2 separate regions of the Mus musculus genome follow, and region 2 is linked to region 1. Evidence: chromatin contacts called from public promoter capture Hi-C data. All regions are on one chromosome and are shown on one strand. The core of a region is the stretch at or near the end of the contact, and the rest is flanking DNA. Distances in the headings are between cores, read along the strand shown.

Region 1 (5,929 bases), core at 2,430-4,929:
AGGCATTGTGTCTCCTCCACCCCACCCCCACACCCCCACACCCCCAGCTACAGTTACAGGCAGCGGTAAGTAGGATGATGTGGGTGCTGAGAACTGAACTCAGGGTCCCAGCAGAACACAAGTAACCACTGAGCTGGCCCTTGTGCAGATTTGACTTTTGTTTTTGTTTTGTTTTTGTTTTTTTTTTTTATTTGTTTGTTTGGGTTTTTTTTTTTTTTTTGGAAGCACTGCTGCCAATAAAAACCTCAAAACAATGTGAGGGTAAAGCAATAAAAATGGACAACAAATTGTTTCTACTGGCATTTTATTCTTTACTGTACTCAAATTTCATGTATTTAACTACATTCAAGATTAAGTATATATGTATATAGATATACATATATATGTGTGTGTGTGTGTGTGTGTGTGTGTATATATATATATATATATAGCTTGTAACCCAGGTAAACATGGAGAAGGGGTTACAAATAGTTGATTATTTATATATAGTTTTTAGATTATTTGTAGTAACCCTCCTTGTTGGGATCGTGCCGTAAAAAAATCTTTTGAGTTCAAACTGTAAAGGAAATTCCTTCTTTGTAGCCCAGTCTACTACCAAAAAAAGCAGATCTCTCCGCAATCTTGTGAGCTTGTTTAATTTACTGCCAGTCAGTAAACCTGGCCTCTAAAGCAGATGCACTGTTACTGGGTCATTTAGCTTTTCTACATGGGCAAGGTTCCCTGAAGTCCTGGAAACCACAAAATTGGCCATGTTCAATTGTGGGAACACAAACAGGAGCCATATAAATAGAACTTCCTTCAGGATGCTAACAATTACTATTAGTCCCGAGAGGAAAAGTTACAAATCTAATTTTAAAGCTAGAAACGCGACCTAGGGGGCTGGAGGCGGGGGCTAAGGCGGGGAGGGGGGGGTGGAAAAGGGAGGATGCGCCCCTTAGTCAAAGGATCTCAGCCTTCCCTGGCCAATCTTAAAAGTGAAGGGTGGGAAAGCTGGGGTTCTCCAAAGCCAGGCCGGCAGTACACCGGAGGGGACGGGGGAGGGGCTTATTTCCTCACAGGCGGGGGATTCACTCCCCACAACCTCAACACCAAAAGTGCCCTGTCTCCAACCCTGAACTAGGGACTTCTCCTCACCTGAGGCAACAAAAACAACAAAAAAAGTTGGGCCGGCCGCGATGCTAAAACGCAGAAGAACCTGTTTGCGTACACCTAAGTCCCGAGTGGGGGAAACTTGTAAGAACGGACAGACGGCCCTCGTCCTTCCGTCGGAGCAACTGAAGTGTGTCTGCCTTTAGTTCCGCTGCTCCCAGCACCTACTTTGAAAGGGTGTTGTGGGTCAGGGGTTTCCAAAAGATCATCCTGGAAAAACAAGATCTCACTTTTAAGGGTTTTGGGGGGTTTTATTTTGTTTGTTTGTTTGTTTGTTTGTTTGTTTGCTTGCTTTAAGAATTGTTTTGATGTCTGGCGAAAGTTTAAATGTAACTTTCAATTTTCTGTCTACTATAAAATAATGGCTCCATGCATCATCCAATTTCTAACCAAAGGTGGAAATTTCAACCTTCTTAACCCTGTACTTTTGGGAAGTTCCGGTCCCCTACCCCGACTCTTTAATTTTGTTAAAAAGCATGAGGTTCTCTCGTCCTGTTATTACTTCTGCCAAATTCATGAGTTGACAACTGCACAATAATAGTATTGGTTGTATTGTTAAAACCTCTCTGTTTTAACCAAATGTATGATTCCTGGAGAGTATGGATCTCATTAGTGGAACCCTGCTATCAAGCAAGTGCAATGCAGAAGTGAAATTAAATGGGTAGTATTGGGATTACATGTGGCGACACTTGTAACACTAAGAAGCCTATATAGTGTGAATGTCAAAACAAGACAAAGATGGAATGTACATGCCTACTTAGTCATTTACCAATATAATTTTTCAAGATAACAAGATAAACATATTTTCAAACTAAATTAAAATATATTATAGTCACTTGACCTAGAAAGTATTTTAAAAACAAATGGCTAATTTTGACTTGGTTTCTTTTACAAGAGAAATACTTCCCTATAAAAGTTTTTCTAACACTTCAGTTTTCTCCTAATAAAATCAAAACAATATGTTTATATCTTATAGTCTGTTTTGAGAATAAAGTAAGGTAATGTTTAAGGGGTTAAAAATATGCCTGAGACACCAAAGGTCAAGCACTATATATGGAAAGAATATTTAAAACAAAATGAACTCTCCTCATTTTTTTTTTTCGAGACAGGGTTTCTCTGTGTAGCCTTGGCTATCCTGGAACTCACCCTGTAGAGCAGGCAGGCCTTGAACTCAGAAATCTGCCTGCCTCTGCCTCCCAAGTGCTGGGATTAAAGGCGTGTGCCACCACTGCCTTGCAAACTCTCCTCATTTTTATTACCAAACCAATGTCACAAAAATGATGATGGCATTAGTTGGTACATATACTATAATAAGAAATAAGTAGTCACTTTATTGACGCACTCTCCAGGGCTCAGAAAAAATTCATAAAACAAAGAATAATGTATAATTTGCAACTCTCCTGATTTTCTTCAGTAGATTTAAGACATAATCATAATCTATGGGATTTCAACGTAAAAATGTGACTAATAGTACTCTGCACTGCTGGGTGTGGTGGCCTATGCCTTTAATCTCAGCACACAGGAAGCAGAAGCAAGAAGATCTCTATATGTTCCAGCCCATTTGTGTCTACATGGCAAGTTCCAGGCCAGCCATGACTACTGGGCAAGACCTTGTTTAAAAATATAAAATAGATTAGATAGATAGATAGATAGATAGACAATAGACAGACACATGCATAAATCCTCTGCCCTGTAACATCCTATTTTTACAGAAATCTAAACTCCAGGAGGGAAGGGATGCTGACTTCAGTGTGTACTAATATGCTCCTAAAATCTGCAAGTAAGAGTTGCTTACTAAATAGAGTCATATAAACAATAACAATGTAATTCAGATCGTACTACTAAATTTTTCTAAAGGGTTGAGAATGTCAACTGATAAAAGGCTTGCCTAGCCAACAATACAAATATAAAATACCCTGCCAATTTTTTAATATTCCCTATGTTTTTAATGCATTTTTCTTTCTAATGTATACATTCAGAAATAATGCAATCTGAAACAAGAAGCCCATGATCCAATAATGTGACTAGGCCAATATATTTAAGTGATTTTTAGTTTGTAAGGTCATACTTGGAGCATGTTAAATGCTGGCAAATAGCAAATATTTTCGCAAATACCAAATATTTTTAATCAGTAATAACGGGAGCAGGCCAGGAAACCCTGACAAAAGAAGACTTGGGACTTGTAATTAATTCACATGGAGGCACCATACCTTCCAAAGCCTGAGTCCTAATCCTTGGGAACTTGACTAATCAGAAAGGGAAAAAGGACAAAATAACCCAGGCCCTTTTACAGGCCCGCAGACTCCGCCTCTCCCCCTAAGAGAAACATCACCCAAAGCCCAGGGCACCCCAGACCCTAGGACTGTGGCAATACTAAATATCCCAGGTGGCTGCTTCCCACCTGCACCGCCGCCCGAGCTCCGCCCACCTCCGTCACGGCTGCCGGAAACGACCGCGCGCGTTGCCACGGCGACGCCCAGGAAAGTAACTTCTCCTCCGGCATCTGAGGCCCAGCCTCTGGCGCCAAACTGCGAGTCGCTCAGGAAAACGTCTGACGTGCTGACGTCATCCGAACGGCAGCCAATGAGATGGATAGCTGGGGAAGCTGGCTTGGGTTTGAATTTGTGGCTGTGTTTGGAGCGCCTGGAAGCCAACTCTGCCAAGTTGTGACGGTCACTTCTTGTAGGTGAGTGAGGTGGGCGCTGTGTCTGGGGACGCGTGGGTTGATTCGAGGGTCGCCGGAGTGGAGGATCCGGTGTCAGGCGACAAATTAGCTTTCGGCGGGCGATGCAGGTCGAGGGTCCCCTCGGTATTGCGGCTTGGAAAGACCCGGAGCTACCGAGTGTGCATGACAAGGCGAGCCTTTCTCAGCACCGAGGTTCTAGGCTTCGCCACTGAACCCCGAGGGGAAGCTGGTCCCTTTCTCAGACTTAAACTGAGGACGCTCACAGTTCAGCCTCCTAGAGCGTGAGGTTCCTTCCGGATTCCAAATTCAGAGTGTCCTGCTTGGGCTGCACATGGGAGTGTGCGACTTCTGGGCTTTACTTCATGGGAGGAGCTTTTGTGCAGAGAGGCTGTCAGGTCAGTCTGGAGCCCAGTTGTAGCCTCAAGCAAAACCGGCCCTGACTGCTCACCTGTGATGCTGAAGGTCACGGAAAAAAAGAAACAAAGACAAAAAAGTGCCAGGAGGCCAGAAAGCAGCCTCTAATCCTGCAGTTTCTGCAGCCTTTTCAGCAGGAGCTCATTTGCCTTGCCTAGTACAAAAAAAGCCAATGCTGACTGTTGCTCATTATAATATGAATGGGGATTACTGGAGTAGAACTAATTTTGTTGGTGACATCAGTCCACTTTGTCCAGTTCCTACCTTGGGTTTTGGAAGGTTTTCTTGACCTTTGATGTTAGAGAATATGAATCCCACAGAGCTAATAAATAGTACTTGCTATTGAATTCAGTGTATGAAAAGAACTATTTCAGTCAGCAGGAATGATTTGCCTTGAGAGGTATTCTCATTGAACCAGTATTTACAGATATTTAAGATTTTTTTATTTTAAAGAGCATTTTGTCCCACTGTAGTTATACTTTTCAATAGACACTATAAATTGACTATGCTGTTAATGCTATGAAAGGCAATAGAAAAACAATTGGCCCACCACCAATACTGATAATCTTCCCTCGTGTTAGTAAGGCAGTCAAATCAGTGACTGACAGAAAGGTTTAAGCCAGATAGAAACTGTAAATGAGGCAAGGTCCCTGTTCTAAACCATGTCGAATCAGAATTTTCTACCTGAGTTGGGAATAATTCGTAGCTATGTCATTGTGCTTCTATACACCTGTTTGGAAGCATTTTCTTTTTCTCAGTCATGAGATTTGGATTTGTAGCTGGGTCCGCTTTCTGTCATATTAGTAATAACATTTGGAAACATTACTAAGTTCCTCCGTATGTGAGGCAACCTTGCATAGTTATTATGCGCGTTGAATGACTTGGGTATGAAGTGTCTGCCATGGTTCCTGGCAGAGAGTAACTCATGTGAGCATCACTGTTACCACCATACTGACCTGGGGAAAGCCTTTCAATCATATTCATTAAGAATACTTACTGTATGGTATCAGAAAAACAAAAGGAAAAAAACCAAGTTACATTTCATAATTCACTCCTTCCAGGAAAAACACAGAGGTGAGCAGTGATGGGGAGTGGGGTAATAGATTCTAATCCAAACATACCAACTAAATAACAATTCACAGGAAGGGGAGTGCATGTTGGCAGACTATTAATTTATTGCTGCAGTCATTACGTGATATATGTATAATGACAGTGTATATCTAGAATGTGTAGAATCCTTAATGCCACCTAAGTATTTTTATTTTTTTTAAAGGAAGTATATAATTTTAATTTTTATGTAGAAAATTCTCAGGGCCTATACATGAGTAAATTACCTTTTGGATTCTATGTATTTTTATATACTTTTATTAATTTAATTATTATTTATATTTGAGAACTGTATAGGTTTAAAATAATAATCCTATTTGCCGTCATTTCAGCATTCTTTTTCTTCTTATATTTCCTAACATATAGATTAATCATACAATTTTGTAGCAGGAAAGGCTCTTAAATACCATTTGCTCTTTAGTTTGAATATTGCCAGTTAGAGCCCCTTCATCATCCTCTTTTATACTCAGTCTTTCAGGAATGGATCAATAGTCTACTGTAATCTATAGACTTACTTTATTCCCACCAAAAAAAATCTTACCACTGGCTCTTTTGTTTCTTCTTTAACAGCAT
Region 2 (6,333 bases), core at 2,777-5,276, 3.0 Mb after region 1:
ATATTTTTTATTTTTCCTTGAGCAGAAATTTGACCCTATGGGACAACAGACTTGCTCCGCCCATCCTGCTCGGTTCTCCCCAGATGACAAATATTCAAGACACCGAATCACCATCAAGAAACGCTTCAAGGTGCTCATGACCCAGCAACCGCGTCCTGTCCTCTGAGGGCTCGTTAATCTTTTACGCTGCTCATGCCTCGGCCTATTATCAGCAACCAAACGCGTCAATCTGTAAGCCTTGAAGCCTTCCCATGCTGTTTGGAATCCTATCTCACTCACCACGTGAATGAGTCTATACTGATGGGCCTCGCCTGTAAAAGGAACAATATTTTTCTTTCTTTTTTTCATGCCAGGTTATTAAAGATATAGTGAACTGAAAGTTCATTTTGTGTGTTGTTGGAGGAAGAGATGGGGGAAGGGTAGTACCGTTGGTAGTACAAGGCCACTTGAGAACATTCGTAAGCCCTCATTGTAGCAATAGAACTGTGTGCCATCGACGATAGGGTGTTGGGGGGAAAAAGGCTGTGAAAGACTCCTACAAAGGTCAGCATTCCCTGGAAAACTACTGTCTAATTGTGGGCCCTTTAAAAAATATTCTGAATTCCTCAAAGAGTAAAAAAAAATGTATGTGTGTTTTAGTATTTTACCGACATGTGTCTATGCCTATATGTGCCAGTAACCATCAAGACCAGAAGAGGGAGTCAGATCCCTGGTGACTAGAGACTGATAGCTAGTCTTTCTGTGACTGCAGGGGATAGACACAGGTCCTCTGGGAAGCACCCCTCTCTCCAGTCCTACCACTACATTTTGAGTTCTGAGATAACAAGTATGCCCAACCCTGGAAGTTTTCTTTTTCTCTCTTTAGACAGAGTCTCTATGTAGAGCTGGCTGCCCTGGACCTCAGGTCTAACTGCCTCTGCCTTTGAACACTATCTTAAAGGTGTGCGCCAGCCTGTGGATGTTTCTTTACCAAGCCAGTGAAATCTGTCTGGTAGGAGATATGTCTTCTTGGTTTTTTTCAGTATTGGATACAATTAATTCTGTCCTTCGATTGCAAAAATAAAACATTAGCATTGTTAGCATTACTTCTATGCCACGAGCTGTGCATACCAAAATAAAGACTTCAACCTGGAGGTAGTACTAGTCACCATGGAGAAAAGGAAACGTGTGACTCTAGCAATGACTTAGACAATCCCCTGGATACACATGGCTTTAGGGAGCTTGATTATGTGTTTGGGGGCAAGAGGAAGAGCTGTCAGAGTGAGCTAGGTAGTGCATATAAATACATGCAAAAAGACTGGCATGTGTCAGAGAGCAGAAATTGCGCAAAATGTCATTGTAAAGTCTGTGAAGTTTGAATGGCCATCAAGGCTGCCTTAGAAAGTAGATTCCTGAGGAGATGGGCTTCTTTTCTTCAAGAACAGTTGTAAGGTTTTTGGTTTGGTTTGGTGTGGGTTTTGGTTTTTCAAGACACAGTACATTTGTAAGGTTTTTGTTTGGTTTGGGTTTTGGTTTTGGTTTTGGTTTTTCGAGACAGGGTTTGTATAGCCCTGGCTGCCCTGGAACTCACTCTGTAGATCAGGCTGACCTCGAACTCAGAAATCTGCCTGCCTCTGCCTCCCAAGTGCTGGGACTAAAGGTGTGCATCACCACTGCCCAGCCATTAGCTAGCTATAGGCTATATTTAAAAATCCAGGCTGTGCATGGTAGCTGATGTCTAATTCTGTCATAGAATGAGGTAGAAGGATCCCTATGAGTTCCAAGCCAGCCTAGGCTATGTAGTTAGTCCTTGTATCAGAAAACTAAAGGGAGCTGAGGGTGTACATAACATAGTAGGTCCAGTGACTTTCTAACATGCACATAGCTTTACAGAAGACTGGGTTTAGTGACCCCATAATTCCAGCACTTGGGAAGTAAAGGCAGGTCAGAAGTTGAAAGTCATCCTCTGCCGGGCAGTGGTGGCGCACACCTTTAGTCCCAGCACTTGGGAGGCAGAGGCAGGTGGATTTCTGAGTTCGAGGCCAGCCTGGTCTACAGAGTGAGTTCCAGGACAGCCAGGGCTATACAGAGAAACCCTGTCTGGAAAAAAAACAAAAGAAAAAAGAAAGTCATCCTCGGCTATATAGTTTGAGGACATCCTGTGCAACATGAACTCATGTTTCACTTTCTCTAAAGAGCAAAAGAGGTATTTTGGCAGCAAAGGTGCTTCACCCACAAGCCTGCAGATCTGGGTTCAGATCCTGGGACCTATAATCAGAAGGACTCATGTATTTGTACACTCAAAATAAATAAGTGTACCAGTTTTCTAACCCTGCCCCCACCCTCACTGATGAGGATAGAATCAAGGGCTTTGGATATGTCAAATACTCAAAGATCTAATACAATTTTACATTTTAACGGGTTTCGTTTTATTTCCAAGCTATCAAACTCGACTGGAAATTGCCATTTGGTCAAAGTGAATTTCCAAGCCCTGGAATTAAGATGGTTTTGATTCATTTTTTTTTTAAACTATAAATCTTTTATGTGTATTTAAGTGCAGTGCCAGCATGGGTCTTATCACCTAGACCTGGAGTTACAGGGCCATGAGAACTGGGAACGGAATTAGGGTTTCCTTCAGAGCAGTAAACGCTGTTAACCACTGAGGGTCTAGCCTCCTGCTCCATTATTAAGTCCACTGATTTGCAACTAGGAGGAAAGGAAAGGTCTCAGGAAAGGCTCCAGTGAGTTTCTGCATTTTGATCAAACTTTCAGAGCGTTTTCAAGTAAAACATGGTTGAACTGAAAGTTATTAAAACACCTTGACGAATTAAATAAACATTCTAGTGTTAATAAAGTGGGTCAAATCCTGGAAATGTTGCAGAGCAGATATCCCAATGTCTTCTCCATGTCTGTATAAGTTCTCTTTAATGGAAATTTAAGCCTGGCTTGCAGTTTCAAAAGGATATGAACAAGAAAGGGGAAAGTAGCCCATAATGATGAACAAGATACAGGTGTCTTAGAAAAGACAACTGAATTTTTACAGAGGTCACATCTAAGGTAACTAGATACCGTAATGGGAGGTTTGGGTGCCATAGAGTTAAGGTTTCCAGAGAGCTTTTAGAGATGACCCTTGCGGTTCGCGGGTCAGTGTTCACTGAGTGCCTCTAAGCAGCATACTGAGTACGTGGAGCACAGGTGAGGAAAAAGCAGCTCGCCACACGCGTTCAGACCCTAGGGCGGACTACAGTTCCCGTCGTGCTCCACGTGAGAGTCGCCGGTCCGCGCAGGCGTGGTGCCCTCTGTCTCCCGCGCTGCATGCTCCGGGCGGGGCTGCTGTTGCCCGGCCGCAGGACGGCGCCGCCCTCTAGCTCCCCAGACTTCTCCGGACGGTTAACCTCGAATGAGGAACGAGAGGGGCGGAAAGGGGAGGGCTGCGGCGGCGCGGGCACAGCCCGCCGCGCCCGGGGCGGGGGGCGGCGAGGTCACGTAACGGCCTCGGGCGTCTGCCGGGGAGGGGGCCTCCTGCGCGCCGCGGCTCCGGAACGGTTAGCGGCTAGTAAACAACAGCTGCGCGCGCACCCGCATCAGCTGGCGCGGGCTCCCGCACCTGCGACCTCCTCCGTAGCCGGGACCAGCCTGCCTGGCCGTCTTCTCCCTCCGCCGAGACCCAAGGAAAGCCGGCGAGAGGCTAACGGGCCCCGGGAGGAAAGCGCGTCCTGTCACACGCAGTGCAAACACGGCGAGCGGTCGTGGGCTTGAGGGACTCGCCACGACCTGCCACGACCCTGCAGTGGGAGCTGCCCTGATCCGCTAGCCGCCGCCTCCAGCTCCTTTGCCAGGACGAGACCTCTGGGAGGCAGGAATCCACTCTGCTTCGGCATCCTCTCGTGGCTCTCCTCTTTCTCCTTCCTGTAGTGTGGGGGTATTTTCCCGTTATGCATGCGCATCTCTCCCACCAGACCCAAGTGGATTATCGACCTCAAAAACATCGGGTGGCTCAGCACACACCTCCTCCCAGCCAGACCTGTGGGGTATTCACCTGATACACAACAGGTGGCTGGTGCACACCTTTGCGCAATCTGATCCACGCTCTTATACGCCTGATAAGGGTGGGCCTGCATGCTCCGTCCTCAGCTAGAACCGTGGGACACTCGGCAGATAAAGGACTAACTACCTCATCCGGACCCTGGGGGTTGAGCAGAGGGAGGCGTCACCAGCTGCTGTGAGATCATGGCACGGAGCCCTCAGCCCTGGACCAGGGGAGATAGCTAGGATTCTGAAAGAACCAAGTTATACAGGATTAGCATCGTTTTGTTCTTATTTTGTTTTCTCGAAAATTATTTTTCAGTTACTGGTGGGGCACTTTATAAAACAGCTGGCTTGAATTCTATACACGGATTCTTAATTGGGCCTTTGTGGGCTGTAAATCAGGGTAATTGAGGGTTTTTGGTTTTTTTTCCCCTTCTATTTTTGCAATCAGAAGTAGCTAGTGTAGGAGGAAGAGTTTTTGTGAGCTTTTCCTTTTTTCTTTGTCAAAAAGGAAAGGGGGGGGAAAATGCATCCACCAGAAGCCACCACCAAGATGTCCTCAGTTCGGTTCATGGTGACACCAACTAAGATTGATGACATTCCAGGTTTGTCAGACACCAGCCCGGACCTCAGCTCTCGGTCTAGTTCTCGAGTAAGATTTAGCTCCCGAGAAAGTGTGCCAGAAACAAGCCGTAGTGAGCCTATGAGCGAACTGTCTGGGGCTACTACTTCTCTGGCAACTGTTGCCCTAGATCCTTCCAGTGACCGGACTTCTAATCCCCAGGATGTTACGGAGGGTAAGTAGAGACTCAGAGAGCCGGGTGTTTCAACCCTTGGGTTGTCCATGTTGGCTAACTACCCTAATTTTATAATCATAAATTAAGGCCCACGTTTCTGTGATGCTTACGAGTGTGGGAATAATAGCGACAGTTAGTAGGTCACTGCAGTAGTCTTTTTGGCGTGGGAAAGTAGCTGGCAAGAGGGCAAGGAAATGTCTATTTTGGTTTCCTTATTTCTGTCTTATTTCTAATTAAAATGACTATTTTTAAAAAATTAAATCTTTTACAACACACAAAAAAAGTTCTAAACTAAAATTTTAATGGGCTGGATATGCGCTTTCTAGAGAGCTTTGGGGCTTTGACTCCTAAGTCAGCGTTTAAGGCAGGTTGTTACATCTTGTGTCTTACTGGATTCTTTTGCAGATTCAGTTGGGTGTCATAAAATTATTTTTTGAAATTTATGTTTTTATAGAGTATTTAAAGTAACTGAATTCACTCAAGGAAGTGGTACTCTCTTGAAAGAATGGAACTTTCGAGAGGGACTTCTCGTGCATGATTCCCACATAATTTCCCTGCTGAGCTTTAGATAACTATTTTGTATATTGTATATTGAGTTTTGTAGTCAGAACCTATAGAAGCCACTTCTGTTCGTATTAACCACTTTCCAGACTTGACCTTGAGCTGACGAGCCTGACTTGAATTAGAAGTTTTCCTTTGATTTAGTGGGAAGAGGTGATGCAAGGAGGAAAGTTACTTTTTCCAGACTCAGTTAAAAAACTTGAGAACTGCCACTTAGTTTTATGCCTCATTCGGACCAGCATAAGTCTTTTTTTTTATTATTTAAGTTTTTCCCTTAAGAATCTTAAAGACTTTTAAAAATTCTATTCTACACAAGTTTGAAAACATGGCTTTAGACAGTGACTTGTTAAAGCAAGGCTATCTTACCATTTCCGGTCTCAGGAAATAGTGTTCCTCCTGACCTTAAGTGTTCCGGAAGCCAGAATAGTTTTAGTTCCTCAAATTTGCTTGTTTTTAATGTCTTGAGAAAGATAGACTTGGTAAAGCTTATAGTTCCAAAATTAACTAATCTTTAGCGAGTCATGTTTCTTTTATGGCAGTAGTATGAGTTAATTCCTAGTCTGACTGCTTTCTGTTGCTTAATAAACCTTACACTGGATTATATACACTATGTTAAAGTATGAGATAAAAGATCATAACTTCCTTTTCTACCATATTTATTTATCTATATATATATATATATATATATTTTGTGACAGGATCTCAAGTAGCTCAGGCTGACCTTGAGTTTTCTATATGGTCAAGGATGAGCTTGACCCTGGCTCTACCTCCCAAGTGTTGGGATTGAAGGCCTTTTTCAACCACACCCAGTTTTGTGGGATGCTGTGGATGGAACTCAAGGCAGGCACTCTGTCAACTGAGCTACATCCCAAGCCAGCACCAAATTACTTCCAAATTATGATCTTAATCTTTAATTCATCACATTACATTTGAATTGTTAAAAAATGCCCATTAAACAAATACAGAA

The links. Capture Hi-C pulls out chosen DNA fragments and counts their contacts.
Region 2: a contact with region 1 is called in a promoter capture Hi-C map of liver, with 2.9 times the contacts expected there. The contact joins the promoter of Slc12a6 here to the promoter of Kif18a in region 1. A contact is called at or near these places in 3 of 39 promoter capture datasets (the C10 cell line, embryonic stem cells and pre-B cells), 2 of 484 Hi-C or Micro-C datasets (B cells and CD4 T cells), 2 of 115 datasets of contacts at active chromatin or transcription factors (astrocytes and thymic regulatory T cells) and 2 of 9 other capture datasets (adipose tissue and liver).

The regions. Positions count from the first base shown.
Region 1 is chr2:109,277,059-109,282,987 of GRCm38.p6, forward strand. It overlaps Kif18a (kinesin family member 18A), which reads left to right and starts at 3,680. Exons shown (of 17, transcript NM_139303.1): 1 at 3,680-3,835. Mettl15 (methyltransferase like 15) reads right to left here and starts at 1,232. Exons shown (of 6, transcript NM_029790.3): 1 at 1,135-1,232.
Region 2 is chr2:112,262,288-112,268,620 of GRCm38.p6, forward strand. It overlaps Slc12a6 (solute carrier family 12, member 6), which reads left to right and starts at 4,027. Exons shown (of 25, transcript NM_133649.2): 1 at 4,027-4,805. The coding sequence starts at 4,535. It overlaps Nop10 (NOP10 ribonucleoprotein), which reads left to right. Exons shown (of 2, transcript NM_025403.4): 2 at 26-611. The coding sequence ends at 166.